Linked DNA regions of Gasterosteus aculeatus: region 1 is linked to region 2. A link is a contact called in public Hi-C data. All regions are on one chromosome and are shown on one strand. The core of a region is the stretch at or near the end of the contact, and the rest is flanking DNA. Distances in the headings are between cores, read along the strand shown. Region 1 holds the start of scn8aa (sodium channel, voltage gated, type VIII, alpha subunit a). Region 2 overlaps scn8aa (sodium channel, voltage gated, type VIII, alpha subunit a).

Region 1 (7,022 bases), core at 3,529-6,028, 35 kb before region 2:
TTTGCGGTCCTGACTTTCTCATTTCATCATTACCATTTAAACCAATTCTTTCTGAATGTCTAACACTGAAATACCATTAATTAGGAATTAACAATCAATACGGACCCCGTGATTAAAATATGGCCGAATCCTCCTTTTTATATATGGAGGTAATAAGTGAGGGTGATGTTGTCTGTATACTGTATTTTAGAGGTAAAATATTACTAGTGTTAATGTGTACATGGATATGAACTTTGTCGATAAAAACTTGACTGATCTTTCATACTTGACAGCATTGTTCTGCATTGTTAATTTAAAGGTTACACATTGCAAAAGAAACAAATGTTTCAGACTATTTTGGCAGGAACAATGTGCACTTTCCCAATATCATTTTGTGTGTGTGTGTGTGTGTGTGTGTGTGTGTGTGTGCGCGCGCTTGAGGGAGTGCGTGTGCGAGCGTGTGAGTCCAGTTCAACAGTGATACTTGGCTTTACTGGTGCAACAAAGTTTGTCTTTTGTAAGAAAATAATCCCAAAATATTGAACTTTTTTTTTAAATTCTTTTTTTCATGTCGTCACCACTGTATTTTAATTGATTCGATCCCAGTTTGGAATCGGATATGTCTCATGGGGGTTTCATCAAGAAATTCCCGGTATAATCTTTCTTTTAAAATGGCACAACTTCTGCAAACCGTTTTGATTTCAAAGCAGCTTGATGTGAAGCACAACACGTCAGTAAACCACTTTTCATCAGCGACGGGTACTGATGACATGTAGGTGAGCCAGTATTTGGGCACATTATAGCTTCTGAGCTGCTGTGTTATAATTGCTTTGTTGCTACAATTTCACTTCGACAAGTTTTAATAAAGTTTTATAATGTCACGTTGGCCTTCGAAGCCTTTTCAATAGACGTTGGTGCTATTCAATAAGGGAAAGTTGACAGCCTTTTTTCCCTCCAATGTCATAACGCAGAGACGTTTTCTTCCTGTATGTCCTCTTCGTGTGAATATAAGTCATTCTTTTTCCATGCCAACATTTCACTGACTGCTCGGTTCTATAATTGTATATCAATATCAGTTTTCTTCAGCTCCGAGATCTGATCAAAACCCTCCTGGTGAGCAACTCAACATGGACAAAACAACTCTACATATCCACCGTTTCCATTTTTATATTTATTTCAGTTGTCCAATTGTGAGGAATGGCGTGCATTTCAAACCTCAAGTTATTCAAGCACAAAATTTAAATGTACATGTGAGGTAATGAAATTAGGATCTTTCACACAAAAAAGAACCTCAAGGGCCCACAATGTATACCTCAACAACTATCTGTTCACTATGCATCGTCGAGCTGCAGCACAGACATTCTGAACTAGTCAATGGTGCAGTAACTTCTAACATGTCTTACTTGACTAAAAAAAAAAAAAAACTGTCACACTGTTATTGGATGTGTTTCATGTCGAATAAAAAAAGAAAAAAGAAAAATCCTTCGTCAGCGTTTCTCGTGCTTTCTTTCTTATTTTCCTTCCAAACCTCTCTGGAAACTTCAGGAAACTGCTGCTGCATTAAAATAAAAAAGCATCTTCCTTCCACCAGGTGGCAGTCTTACAAGTTCAAGTAAAACTGGATTTCTTTTACTGCAGTTTATGAACATATTAACATAACTTGAGCTTCTACTTTCATATTTTAATAAAAATAATAAGCTCTCTTAAGTAATTGGCTGACGGGTTCCTCCCAACTCTTAATGGTTTTGCATGTTTTATTGATTCTATTACCAGTCAACCTCACTCTTGATAGATCTGGAGGGTGGTGGGTCGGGGGGTGGATGTCTGAGGTGGAGTTGGATTGAGTAGCTAATAGCTAGATTTTTGCTCCCTATGTATTAATTGTATTGTTTGATAATATGTTGTCCATATTCGCTGTTTAGATAAAACCAGCATTTATCACCTGTCCATGCCTAAAATACATCACAAAACTATTTTCACTACGTGTAAATACTAATTCCATTTGAACAGATGAGAAACCTAATGAGCTTGATGTAAATGTATTAATGTGGGTGGACTGCGTGGATGTTCAGCAGCAGCATCGGAGGCACACAGAGCAGAGCTAAGATCAGTCCCGTGTTCAGTCCGTGTGCAGCAGGCGCTGATGCTGTCTGACTGGTGTTCAGCCAAGCTGCATACCTGCTGGTTCTGGCGTACACCCCTGGTTTGCGAGGAACTCCGCACATGTACCCAAAGCTCGTCACTCCGACCAAATAAAACCTGTCTTCGTCCTCGCTGTAACACTGCAGGGGGCCGCCGCTGTCACCCTGGGGCGCACACACACACACACTAGTCACGTCTCGTTGAAATGAAACCTAGAAAGGAGTTTAAAATAATGTAAAGTATCATCACCTGACAGGAATCAGATGCCCCGCTCTCCAGGCCGGCACAGATCATGTTTTCAGTGATGAGGCCATTGTACCAGGTCATCAGGTTACAAGTTCTCCTGTCGATAAGCTCCACCTCAGCTTCCTGCAGCCTGTTAGTCCGCCTCCCTGCAGTTTACCGAGATGGTTATTCACTTATAAAGGGCTGAGCAATTATATATGAGAGCAACATATAAAGGAAGGCAAACGTATAACTATTTACCATTCATAAGCAGTTGAATGTTTTCTAAATTATATAAAGCAGATACAACTATGACTCTTGTCAGCACCCACACATGGAGGCTGGTGTGTCCACAGATCAATTACAATACCTAACCAACCTCTGTAATAGGTGCTCCCCCATCCGGTGATGAAACATTGGCTGAAGTTGAGGATGAACTCATGAGTCACATCATGAGGAGTGCAGACGGGCTGGATGTAGTCAGTGAAGGCAAAGGGAGAGCTGAGGAGGATGAGTGTCACATCGTTGTCGGACGTGACGTCATTGTAGTCCTTGTGCATTTTGACCTTACTGATGGAGCGGATCTGGGTTTGATCTCCTGGAGCAGATAGCGCACGGAGTCCTGCCACCACACGGAAATGGCTTGTGCTGATGCCTCTGGACACAAAACACAATACATTTGAATGTTTAGGACTCAGACTGCCTTCTCCTGTACAAACTAAACCTGCTGTACATGTTCAATCTTCAATCACAAACAAGGCTTGGTGTCATTAGTAACCGTAAACTGGAATCCTTTTAATGTACATATGAAGTGTACGTACTGTACCTCTGTCCTTGTTCCTTTGTGGTGGAAAAGGAGAGGAAAAAACACTAGTATTTACCAGTATATCCTTAACATCTTGATGAGCATACTTCTCTGACACAAATATTGAGGGAACGAGAAAATGGCAAACATCATAGGACATAGGACAACATAGGACATCAATCCTAGCAGACGCCTGCTCGTATGGACGCCTGGTTACATCAAGGTCGGTGGGAGTAGTGTGTACTCACAGGAATTTGTGGAAGCAGTGTGTTGCAGTTAGCACGCTGAGGCTGCTGACAATCGTCCCGCCGCAGTGGTGCATTGACTGGATCTGGATGCTGACCTGCCAAGGCCAAGCCCCCTCGGGAGCCTCCCGGCCCCCCACTATACGGGACAAACCAGGGGGTGCGACTAGGGGTCGCTGCCCACAGCCTCACAAATAGAATTAAAAACAAAAACAAATGCCCATGTAATATTTGAAATTTGATCCCATTGTTTACTCAGTTGGGTACACTGCTGTGGTTGTAGCTGCAGTTAAGGTGTGTGACCCTCCTCACATAAATGACTCTAAATAAGTTCTGACACAATTATCCCATAAGTCAATAGAGACAAAATAAGTCCACAACAAGAAGAAAAACATTTAGTTTATTTTATAACTTGTGAGGATGTGATAAACTTCTAGTAAAGGTGTCTCAAACCAGAGACCCCAAGATTGATGATGCAACTATGGCAACATCGAAGCCCGTACACGCTCCTAGGAGCTGTAACATTAGCTTATTTTTATTTAACTTCGACTTTTTAACGTTTTACATGCTATCTTGTAGCGTAACTTGAACACAGGTACAGTCGTGAAGTCAGTAAAAGGACCCAATCACCCCACATTCACAATTATATTAAGCCACGCTAGCTAGCTAGCTAACTCTGATGGGCGCTAACTAAGTTAGCATTAGCTTGAGCACCCGGACAGTAACCATGGCAGCATGTTATTTATGTAATACGCTAGCCAGCTAGCCGTTGGCTACTCCGTAACACGTACCGGATATCAATTAAGGTAAAAAACGTTATTTTAAAAAGACACAGAGTGTATTCCCCTCCTACGCCGGGTGTTGTACTCACTTTCCTGTGGCGAGGTCAGTGCATTGAAACACAAAGTAATCACAAACAGCAGAAGCGCCTTAAACTCCATTTAGTTTAACGTAAGTTACTGTATATTCTGGCTAATGACGTCACGGGCAGGTGGATCAATTGTAAAATGAACTCTGTAAAGAATCGTTAAAAACAAAGTATATATTATACAAAATGATGATATTACTATCTATTTGAATTTTCGTATTTTTTCATGAGCTTAATTTAGATTCAGTAAAATAATTATTTTATGGTGCCTTAGGTTATATCGCAACAGGATAATGTACGAATTAATCAAATGCTTCTCAGTTCATTTTAATTCAGTTAATTTAGACACACACACTCACACACCCGCACACACACGACAGGTGGCAGGTAGGTAGATTGACAGCTTAATTGGTTATGTGAAAGAGAGCAGTGAGTGATGGTAGCGCAGCATGTCTGATGTGCAGGAAAACAGTCGGCATTACTTAGAGAGAGAGAGAGAGAGAGAGGGAGAGAGATGCTTGTGTCGGAATCACATTGAATAGATCCTAACCCACTTATACTTAACATTGTTACAAACGCATCAGACAGAGTAGACGTTTCATCACACTTGTGCAGTGTGTGATATGATTTTAGTGCGGATCGGAATGAGAGGTGAGAGAGATGTGAACCCTTCCAGCACGAGTCCACAGAGATGCATTTAGCGAACCACACCGAGCGCCTCCGTGCCGCGGGCCCATAAATCACCTTTCACGTTTTTCGCGAAGCGCGCTTGCCGACACTCCCTCAACGTTCTGCTGAGAGGGGGAGATAGCGGCAACAATATGGCGACAACCGCAGTTTCCCCGCAAGCTTTTCCACATCTGCACCTCCCGCATCGTCTTTCCTGATCTGCTGTAAACACTACGAGGTGAGTGTCGTTCGCCATCGTTTGAGAAAACGGCCCGTTTGTTTTGAGGCGACGGTACAATTCTTCGCTGTCTTTGCGTAAATGTCGCAGAGCTGCACACTGCCCCGCATCTTCCTCTTCTTTTGTGTGTGTGTGTGTGTGTGTGTGTGTGTGTGTGTGTGTGTGTGTGTGTGTGTGTGTGTGTGTGTGGTGGGGGTGGGGGGTGGGGAGGGTGTCTGCACTTGCTGAGCATCTATCGGCTGGACCAGAACACGATGTGTGCATGATGTCGATCGCGAGGAATTCACCGGAATAACTCTTTTTTTTTTTGGCGAAGAGGCATTGTTTCGACATCGGGGAGAGAGGATGCCTCGTTAGGCTTCAGGTAGGGCGCCTGACACCCCCCATCCAGACCCCCATCCCGACCCCCAAACACATACAACTAAAGATTTTCTTCTTCTGCACATGTCTTTTTGGTTTCGCATAGTGTGCCCGCTGGATTACAGGATGGTGGTGTTGGCACAGCGTAAGGCGTGGATGCTATGTGAGTAGTCTGATCCTCCTCCACGTCCCTCCAGGTGATTTTCGTTGGCGCGGCAGCATCGTAACTTGGTTCCAATCGTCCTAATTATTTTTTTTAAGACGGTGTGTGTGTGTCTATGCCGGTGTTTTGTCCCCTGCTCTGGCAAGTCTTGTGCACAGATATAGAGCCTGTATCCATTGGACGGTCGACGTAGCTTTGCGGGTGTGGTGCAGATCCTTCGACGCGCAAAAACACGCACCGAATACCTTTGGAGGAAAACAAATATTTTTCTTTTTTTCTGCCTAATTACACGATTGAACAGTTTTTTTATTGATAAATTCACATAAAACGTGTGACTTCGACAAACCTGCGGTTGCGTAAATTACGGCGTGACAATTGCCACATACCACTGCAGCAATACTGCTTTGCCCACTTTTGCGGTTGCGGGCCACTTCTTGGCGCATTATAACCTCCCGCTTCTCTCGGTGGCCGAGATGCACTTTTCTATTCGGTTAAATGAATCAGGACACAATGGCGCGTAATGGTGTCCACGGCGCTCCGTCCTAACCAGCAGGTCAGTAAACAGGTATTTCTCACTGTGTGTCTGAGAACAGAAGAAGATGCTTAAAAAATGTTCCCGTCGGCTCAAAAGATTGAGCGTCCAACCCTGAATGTGAGCAATGTGCAACCGTGAAGACTGAGACACACACACACACACACACACACACACACACACACACACACACACACACACACACACACACACACACACACACACACACACACACACACACACACACACCAAGACCAGTGTTGTCTCCATGCCTCACTGAAGGGGGGGGGGCTGAAGGAGAACCTGCAGGCGTCGAGGGGGAGCTCGGCGAGAAGGATTCCAGCAAAACGGGTTTTCCAGTCGGAGTGGTTCGGATTTTTTTCTCTTTTTTTCTTCTATCCAGCCTGCATGTACATTCGAGCATATGCATATGTATATATATATATGTGTGTGTGTGTGTGTGTGTGTGTGTGTGTGTGTGTGTGTGTGTGTGTGTGTCTCCCTGCGTGTGTCTGTGCGTGTGTGCAAGCTCGTGCGGTGCTGAAGTGGACAGCGCCTGCAGAGCAACAGAAGGCGCAGAGACTGCGAGGTTCCGGGGTCCATTTTAAAACAGAAGTCTTGGCTGCACGGCTCCGTGTTTTCGTGTATTTTTCCTCGCCCTTTGCTGTGTGATATCTGCTCTACATGTCGTGCATGTTTAGTTATGCAAAAGGGGAGTATAAAAGGGACAGGATGTAGTGTTCTCCTTATTTAGGCTGCATCCCCGAACAGCCCAAGGTTTGTGTGTGATGATGAG
Region 2 (7,376 bases), core at 3,501-6,000:
TATTACAGCGCATCGCAATAATGCTGCTTATCATGTAATATTAATTGGCTGCTCTCACTACGAACTTTGCTCTCTTTCTCATGATGCTGCTTTGCAATCCCGGTCTTACTTTTTTGAGCAATGCATTGTACAGGAATGACAACATCTCCAGCCATCTTTACGCCACTTTCAGCAAATATTGTCTCTGCTGAAATCCTGCTGACATTTAAATTTCACCAAAGTGATTTTCATTTTTACCAGCTTTTAAAGTTGTTAGTCATCGTGGGGCCTTTCGGATGAAACCTCTGAAACTCAATCCCCTAAATGGACCCTCCTCACAGTGAACAGGAGATCCGTGGTAGATATTTGTCAGGAACCCATACAAACATTGTAAACATCAAAATGGCTCTTCAGTCGCACAAGACTGCTTAATCTTTGGCCGTTATCTCGGTAGCCGCAGTCTCTCTATCCACACATTTCTCTATTTATCTATATATTGAGTTGAGCGGTTCTTGAGATTGCACAATGCCATGTAACACGCATGTACTTTAACTGCCCAAGCACATTATGCATTTTTGAAAGCCATTTTCCCTATTTTCTGAGAATGCTTTCCACACAGCATGGCCTAATTATGTTCTTAAACACATTCCAGTTTTTGGGAAATTGCTTCAATCGTATCTCAGATTGAGTGAAGAGTCATTTTCTCATCACGTGCAATGGCCTCACAGAAGGAACAATAGAAAGATATCTAAAAAACATCATCCAAAAGCTATTTTCTTTTAGCATTTTTAGCATTCATTTAGCATTTTACCAGTGTGCAGAAATTTAAGATTCTCTCTGTAGAGGCGGTGTACATGCTGAGAAAATCCCGCTCTAGAGCTCCTCCTTGTCTGTATGTAATGAGGAGGGAATATGGCTCCATAAAACAAGTCTACCAAAGACATGCATGCTCAGCTGTCTGCCTACGAGCTGCTGGCCGGCCTGCCTGACACTGGTAGTGAGCGGTTGACTATTTGCTGAGCTGATTACTGGCTATATTAAATCTTCGGGAAGCCAAAATGAATTGCTAGAAAGTAAAAGTAAGGTGGTGCTTATTTATTATATACAAATATAATTATTTACATTTTACTGATATTGTGTTATTTTGTGTAACTTGGTTTTGAAAGTGAAATAGTAAGATGTAAGATGTAAAATGTTGGGGTGGTAAGAGTGGACACTTCATAGTGGTATGGCAAACACTTTTAAAAATGATTTTGTTACTGACTAAATACGGAGAAAAATACCCATGTATTTTCTCCACATATGAAATCCTAATAAACTGTGTTCCTCACAACATTGTCAGATATGACCACTATTGTTTCATGTTATTTGGGTATATGCATTAATTTCAGAAATATAGGTCAAATAATAGGAGCATTTAACAGTTTTGTGATTCTTAGGTGAGATAAAGTGTTGAATAACCACTGGGCCGCAGTGTGTACATACACCTGAGTGTGTGTTTAATGTATGTATGTGTGTGTGTCACTTCTTTAAATACATGGAATGAAGTTCAATATCTCCAATTAATTTACAGTACATGATCTGTAATCTGTATTCTGTATTATATGACTCATAGTAACTGACATGCACATTTTCCAAAACCCTTAGTTTGTACCACACATTACATTTCAATGACTTTCATGTACATTATCTTATCATCTACTGTGTATAAAAACGCAAGTAGTAGTCTGTCTTATGGCTGTAGTAATACCCAAATTATAATACATTTTTACATTACAGATCTGATTCATTCTGTTGCAGGTGTTGTGCGCATGTGTGTCCGTGTGTGTTTCAGAATCCCTTTAGCACTTATATCTAAATGCTTTTACAGCTCAGAGTCACATCACTGCTGCTCTCCTCTGAAAAATAGATTGATGCAGATCTTCTGCCCTTTGATTTCCCACACTAGTGTGCACTGCTTATTTTTGACTACATTAAACCACAATAGGATTCAACTGCTGCTGCAACAAAAGTTTAAACAATTATTTAAAGTACTCAGTGTGACGCCATAACAGTATGTAGTGTCTTAGCGGCGGGGTTGAAAGAGCTGTGTTTGTTTCCTGGTTTTCATGTCATATCCTGTCTTCCCTGGTCTGGTCTAGGTGGTAGTCAACGCCTTGGTGGGTGCCATCCCTTCCATTATGAATGTGTTGCTGGTTTGCCTCATCTTTTGGCTGATTTTCAGTATCATGGGGGTCAACTTGTTTGCGGGCAAGTACTACTACTGTTTCAATCAGACGTCAGAGGAATACTTTCCTGTCGACGTGGTCAACAACAAGACCCAGTGTGAGGCCCTCATGCTTCAAAACTATACTGAGGTCAGGTGGAAGAACGTCAAGATCAACTTTGACAATGTGGGAGCCGGCTACCTGGCGCTGCTTCAAGTGGTGAGAGTGTCACTCCTCCTCTTCTATCTTTCTTACTCCAATTCTTTTTTCATGCTAACATGGTTTCTTTTCTTATTTTGCAATGGACCTTTCAGTTTTTTTCGTTTCTTTTTGTGCTTCACCCGGAGATCTGTTATTGCTTCAAACTCCATTTGCTTTCAAAGCACTCTCAGGCTGTTGATCGGTGTTTCTCCACGCCTTTTCATATACGTGTTTGTCATGCACAAGCTGTATGCATCAGTTTCGGTTTGAGTTTCTTTGATTCAAAATGTACAATTATGTGTTTTTACAATTTTATTTAGTAATGTCTCTCTCTTGAAAGGCTACATTCAAAGGTTGGATGGACATTATGTACGCGGCTGTGGATTCCAGAGAGGTATATTCATTAAAAAATATATTGTAGTCCTCATTTCTCTTACTGTACCTCAGACTTTTAACAAACAAGTCTCAATGGAATTTGGGACATTCTGGGAAATACATTTATTTACTCTCTTGCTGAAATATATATTAACCTAAGTTAGCATAGAGGCTAAAGAGACTACTACCAGGACCTTTGACTTTTTTTACAGAATAAGTAAATAGATGTTAATACATGAACTTAGGAGGAGCTGCTGTTTGAAAGCTTCAGATGGAGATGAGAATCATAGTGATCTTTTCGTTAAAGAAAGTAAATAAGCTTATTTCCCTATGTTTCCCTAATTGTTTTTTTTAATTGGGTTGAATAAATCCCATCAACTTGTACCTTCTTCTTAGGTGGAAGACCAGCCTGACTATGAGGTCAACATCTACATGTACATCTACTTTGTGGTTTTTATCATCTTTGGGTCCTTCTTCACCCTCAACCTCTTCATTGGTGTGATCATTGACAACTTCAACCAGCAGAAGAAAAAGATAAGACGCGTTCTGTCTCCTTAACATTTTTCTGCATTGCTTGCTGTGATTATAACCATATCTTGCCTATCCCTTTACTTTGGAGGTCAGGATATATTCATGACAGAGGAACAGAAAAAGTACTACAATGCCATGAAAAAACTGGGTTCCAAAAAGCCACAAAAACCTATTCCCCGACCACAGGTTTCTTTTCTTTGGATTATTTGTGTTCAGATTGTTCAAAATATGATGCTTTTTGTTGAAATGTCTCAAAAACTCAACTGTATCCCTCGTTGTGTCCTCTTTCTTCTTAGAACCCGGTCCAGGGCATGGTGTTTGACTTTGTTACACAGCAGGTCTTTGACATCTCCATCATGATTCTTATTTGCCTCAACATGGTTACCATGATGGTTGAAACTGACGATCAGTCAGAGGAAACGGAGAACGTCCTCTACTGGGTCAATTTCATCTTTATTGTAGTATTCACCACAGAGTTCTTGCTAAAACTTTTTGCCCTTCGCCACTACTACTTCACCAATGGCTGGAATATCTTTGACGTGGTGGTGGTCATTCTGTCTATTGTCGGTAAGTGAGGGAGGTGGATGATGAGAAGCAATAAGAAAGGAACTAACAAATAATGCGCCTGTTGTTTTCTGATGATATTGTCCTCCTCTCTTGCATTAATTTTCTTTTCTCTCAGGTATGTTCCTGGCTGATATAATTGAGAAGTACTTTGTCTCACCAACCCTCTTCAGGGTGATCCGGTTGGCTCGTATAGGCCGTATTCTCCGTCTAATCAAAGGAGCTAAGGGCATCCGAACTTTACTTTTTGCTCTGATGATGTCACTGCCAGCCCTGTTTAACATTGGCCTTTTGCTCTTCCTGGTCATGTTCATCTTCTCCATCTTTGGCATGTCTAACTTTGGCTACGTAAAACACGGAGCGGGAATTGACGACTTGTACAACTTTGAGACCTTTGGCAACAGCATGATCATCCTGTTTATGATCACCACGTCAGCTGGTTGGGACGGCTTGCTGCTGCCGATCCTCAACTACCCACCAGACTGCGATCCCACTTTGGAGAACCCTGGTACAAACGTGAAGGGAGACTGTGGTAACCCCTCGGTGGGGATCTTCTTTTTTGTCATGTACATCATCATTTCTTTCCTGATTGTGGTCAACATGTACATTGCCATCATCCTGGAGAACTTCAGCGTTGCCACAGAGGAAAGTGCTGATCCACTCAGTGAGGACGACTTTGAGACCTTCTACGAGATCTGGGAAAAGTTTGACCCCACTGCCTCTCAGTTCATCACTTTTGCTAAGCTGTCTGACTTTGCAGACACACTGGAGCACCCACTTCGTGTGCCAAAACCCAACACTATAGAGCTAATTGCCATGGACCTTCCCATGGTGAGCGGCGATCGTATTCACTGCCTGGACATCCTGTTTGCCTTCACAAAGCGAGTGCTGGGTGACAGCGGTGAGTTGGACATGCTGAGACAACAGATGGAGGAGCGTTTTGTGGCAGCCAACCCCTCCAAGGTGTCGTACGAACCCATCACTACCACGCTTCGCCGCAAACAGGAGGATGTCTCCGCCAGAACTATTCAGAATGCCTTCCGCATCCACCTCATCCGGCGCGGCATTATCTTTAAGCGGCACATTTTTAGTACCAACAGGTTTGAGAATGGCGGCACCAACCAAGAGAAGAAGGAGAGCACACCATCTACAGCCTCTCTCCCCTCCTACGACAGCGTGACCAAACCTGACAAGGAAAAGCAGGACGAAAAAAAGGACGACTGGGCCAGGAAAGAGAAGGACAAAAACCAAAAAGATGAGTGGGAATCCAAGTGTTAGGGTTCAGTGACTCTCAAAATCCAATAAGACAGAGGAAGAAGAGACTCTGGCCCAAACCCGACAAATGTAGAAAAAGTGATCATCTTCAAGTAAGAAAAAAAAGAAAAAACATACAAAAAAATTAATGTTTACAGACTCAATACTTCGGAGGCAATGTGGTTCCTAATGTCGTAAAAGACAGTTTGACCCAAACCCAATCAGTTTACCGCAGAACTTTGCTCTGAATGAAGAGCAGATGACTCACAAAATGACTCACAGTGTGCTGGCCAATGACACACAACACCGGGACCAACTGCCAATCTCTGCTAGATCATCGAAGAATTGCAAAATCCCTGCCACCACCGAGTGTGGACCCCCGCAGCACAGCTCCAATGCAACGGGACCGGATCATACAGATGCCACTAGAACTGTATCAGCAGTCTAAAGGAGGGTCTGCAGCACAGATTTCCGTTTTGATTGAGAAAACAATAATTATCCAAGCAAGTGTTCGCTAAGAACACCATAGGAATGAAGGGGAAACCCAGAAATGTTGAAGAATTATTATTTTTGTTTTGTTTGTTTGTGCCGAGTATACTTGCATCTTTATATTATTTGTGCTGCAAAAAAAGATAACATTTAGCCCATGTCACTAGTCTTTTCATATCCTCTTTGTTATACTGTACTGACATTGTAAGATACACATTCTTGCAGGGGCTTTCACACTAACTGGGTAGTGGCAATTAGTCATTGTTTTGACTGGGCGGAGGGAGACTCAGGTCGAGTTCCAGAGAAATAATAATTTATTGTATTCGTGTTCGATGCATAGAAATTACTTGGATTAATGCATGTTTTGATCAGAAATCATGCATGAGTCCCACAAGACACAAATTATCAGACCTCTGTAGTGGGTTGAATTAAGTATGATTAAAGATGTAGATTCTGGATAATGATTAGTAAAATATCGGGAGAGTCATATGATCGAGCCTTTCTCTAGTTTTGCTTTTCAATTGACAGCTCTTTTGAATTAGCCCTTCACTCCGGCATCCGGCAAATTAGTTGGATCGGCCAACAACACAAATTAGAAAAGTTTTTTTTGCTGCTCTTATCGGCAAAATATCCTCACAATGAGGATGCACAGATTTGGATGCTCGTGGCAGTCGTCCTCATCTAAATCTTGGGGTCATATCTCTTTGTTTACTTACATCCTTACTTATCTTTGGTCCCTGTTTTGTCAATGAGAGCGGGGGATGTTTCACACTAAGGAATCCATAACTGGCCCCAGTGAACGTCTTGTGTGCTCAAGGGTCCACAGGCAGTCCCTCCACTGCTGTAGTTCCAGGAAGTAACGGAAATATATAAATGTTTTGATACTTGTTGATTTGTTTTGGGCTAATGACAAAAAAATGAAACTGTATTTAGATTCATTAATTTTAAGTTTGTCTTATCAGAACAAAGTGAATGATGTTCAAGGCAGGGCTTTTTGGACAATTTGCCAGCTTCAGAAAAAAATGCCTTGAAGTCTTTCACTGATGTCCTTGTGATGCAATCATCCTCAGAAAAGGATTCGTGAGAGCTACACTGACCATCTGAACAGCAGTTAGCAGAGAATTCCCACACGGACATACCTTGTCATGCCTGCCATGAATGGAAGGTGGATGGCTATGAAGGGCTTGTGATTTGGACTGTAGAATCGAACAGATTTTTTCTGATATCTCTGCGAGGTGGATGGATGATAAATGACTCAAACGTGGACCGATAGATAAGTAGAGGCCCTGCCTTCAGGGTTGTTGACTGACCGCCATGGCAACAAAATACAAAAGGAAGACTAGAAGAAGAGAACATTGCTTTGATCTGAGTAGGAGTGGTAAAAGTCCCATGTTTGTCAGTGTATCATTGTGCTTTTGTGGGACCTCTTAAACTGTGTGGTGTCGGACCCAGACTCGAACATCTTTTCAAATACTTGCAGGCTTTCAACTACAAACAATTAGCCGGAAATGGACGTAGAAATGCAAAGACTTGCCAAGATTATCCATCAGCAGGCCTCACATCGACGCAGCTATGTCGTGTAAAAAGCTTTGTTGGTGTTTTTCATTAAAAAAAACTGAGGCTTGAGGTCAAGTGGTAGACGAGACACAACTGCCTCCTTAAGTGTTTCTGCCATTTATTTTTTACACAGGAGTGATGGTCCTATTTATAAGTGAAAGACTGGACATAAATCTGGCATCCTTCGTCACACCAATAATGCCATTTGGTGTGTTAAAC

What was found. A called contact is a pair of places that touch in the nucleus more often than the background predicts.
Region 1: a contact with region 2 is called in a Hi-C map of skeletal muscle, with 2.1 times the contacts expected there. The contact joins the promoter of scn8aa here to the enhancer-like site in region 2. A contact is called at or near these places in 3 of 6 Hi-C or Micro-C datasets (skeletal muscle and whole body).

What each region holds. Positions count from the first base shown.
Region 1 is chr2:11,398,492-11,405,513 of fGasAcu3.hap1.1, reverse strand. scn8aa (sodium channel, voltage gated, type VIII, alpha subunit a) reads left to right here and starts at 4,778. Exons shown (of 27, transcript XM_078092451.1): 1 at 4,778-5,171. It overlaps LOC120829120 (transmembrane protease serine 11D), which reads right to left and starts at 4,505. Exons shown (of 5, transcript XM_040192961.2): 1 at 4,268-4,505; 2 at 3,400-3,583; 3 at 2,726-3,003; 4 at 2,371-2,513; 5 at 1,136-2,285. The coding sequence starts at 4,337. The coding sequence ends at 2,022. dip2ba (disco-interacting protein 2 homolog Ba) reads left to right here. Exons shown (of 38, transcript XM_040192888.2): 38 at 1-1,459.
Region 2 is chr2:11,362,820-11,370,195 of fGasAcu3.hap1.1, reverse strand. scn8aa (sodium channel, voltage gated, type VIII, alpha subunit a) reads left to right here. Exons shown (of 27, transcript XM_078092451.1): 22 at 2,121-2,405; 23 at 2,728-2,781; 24 at 3,159-3,296; 25 at 3,375-3,479; 26 at 3,590-3,860; 27 at 3,976-7,376. The coding sequence ends at 5,135. Among protein-coding and RNA genes, the nearest start is that of scn8aa, 34 kb to the left of the region's middle. Within about 2 kb of position 4,750, at least 1 of the 9 cell types and tissues checked has open chromatin away from gene starts, as enhancers often do.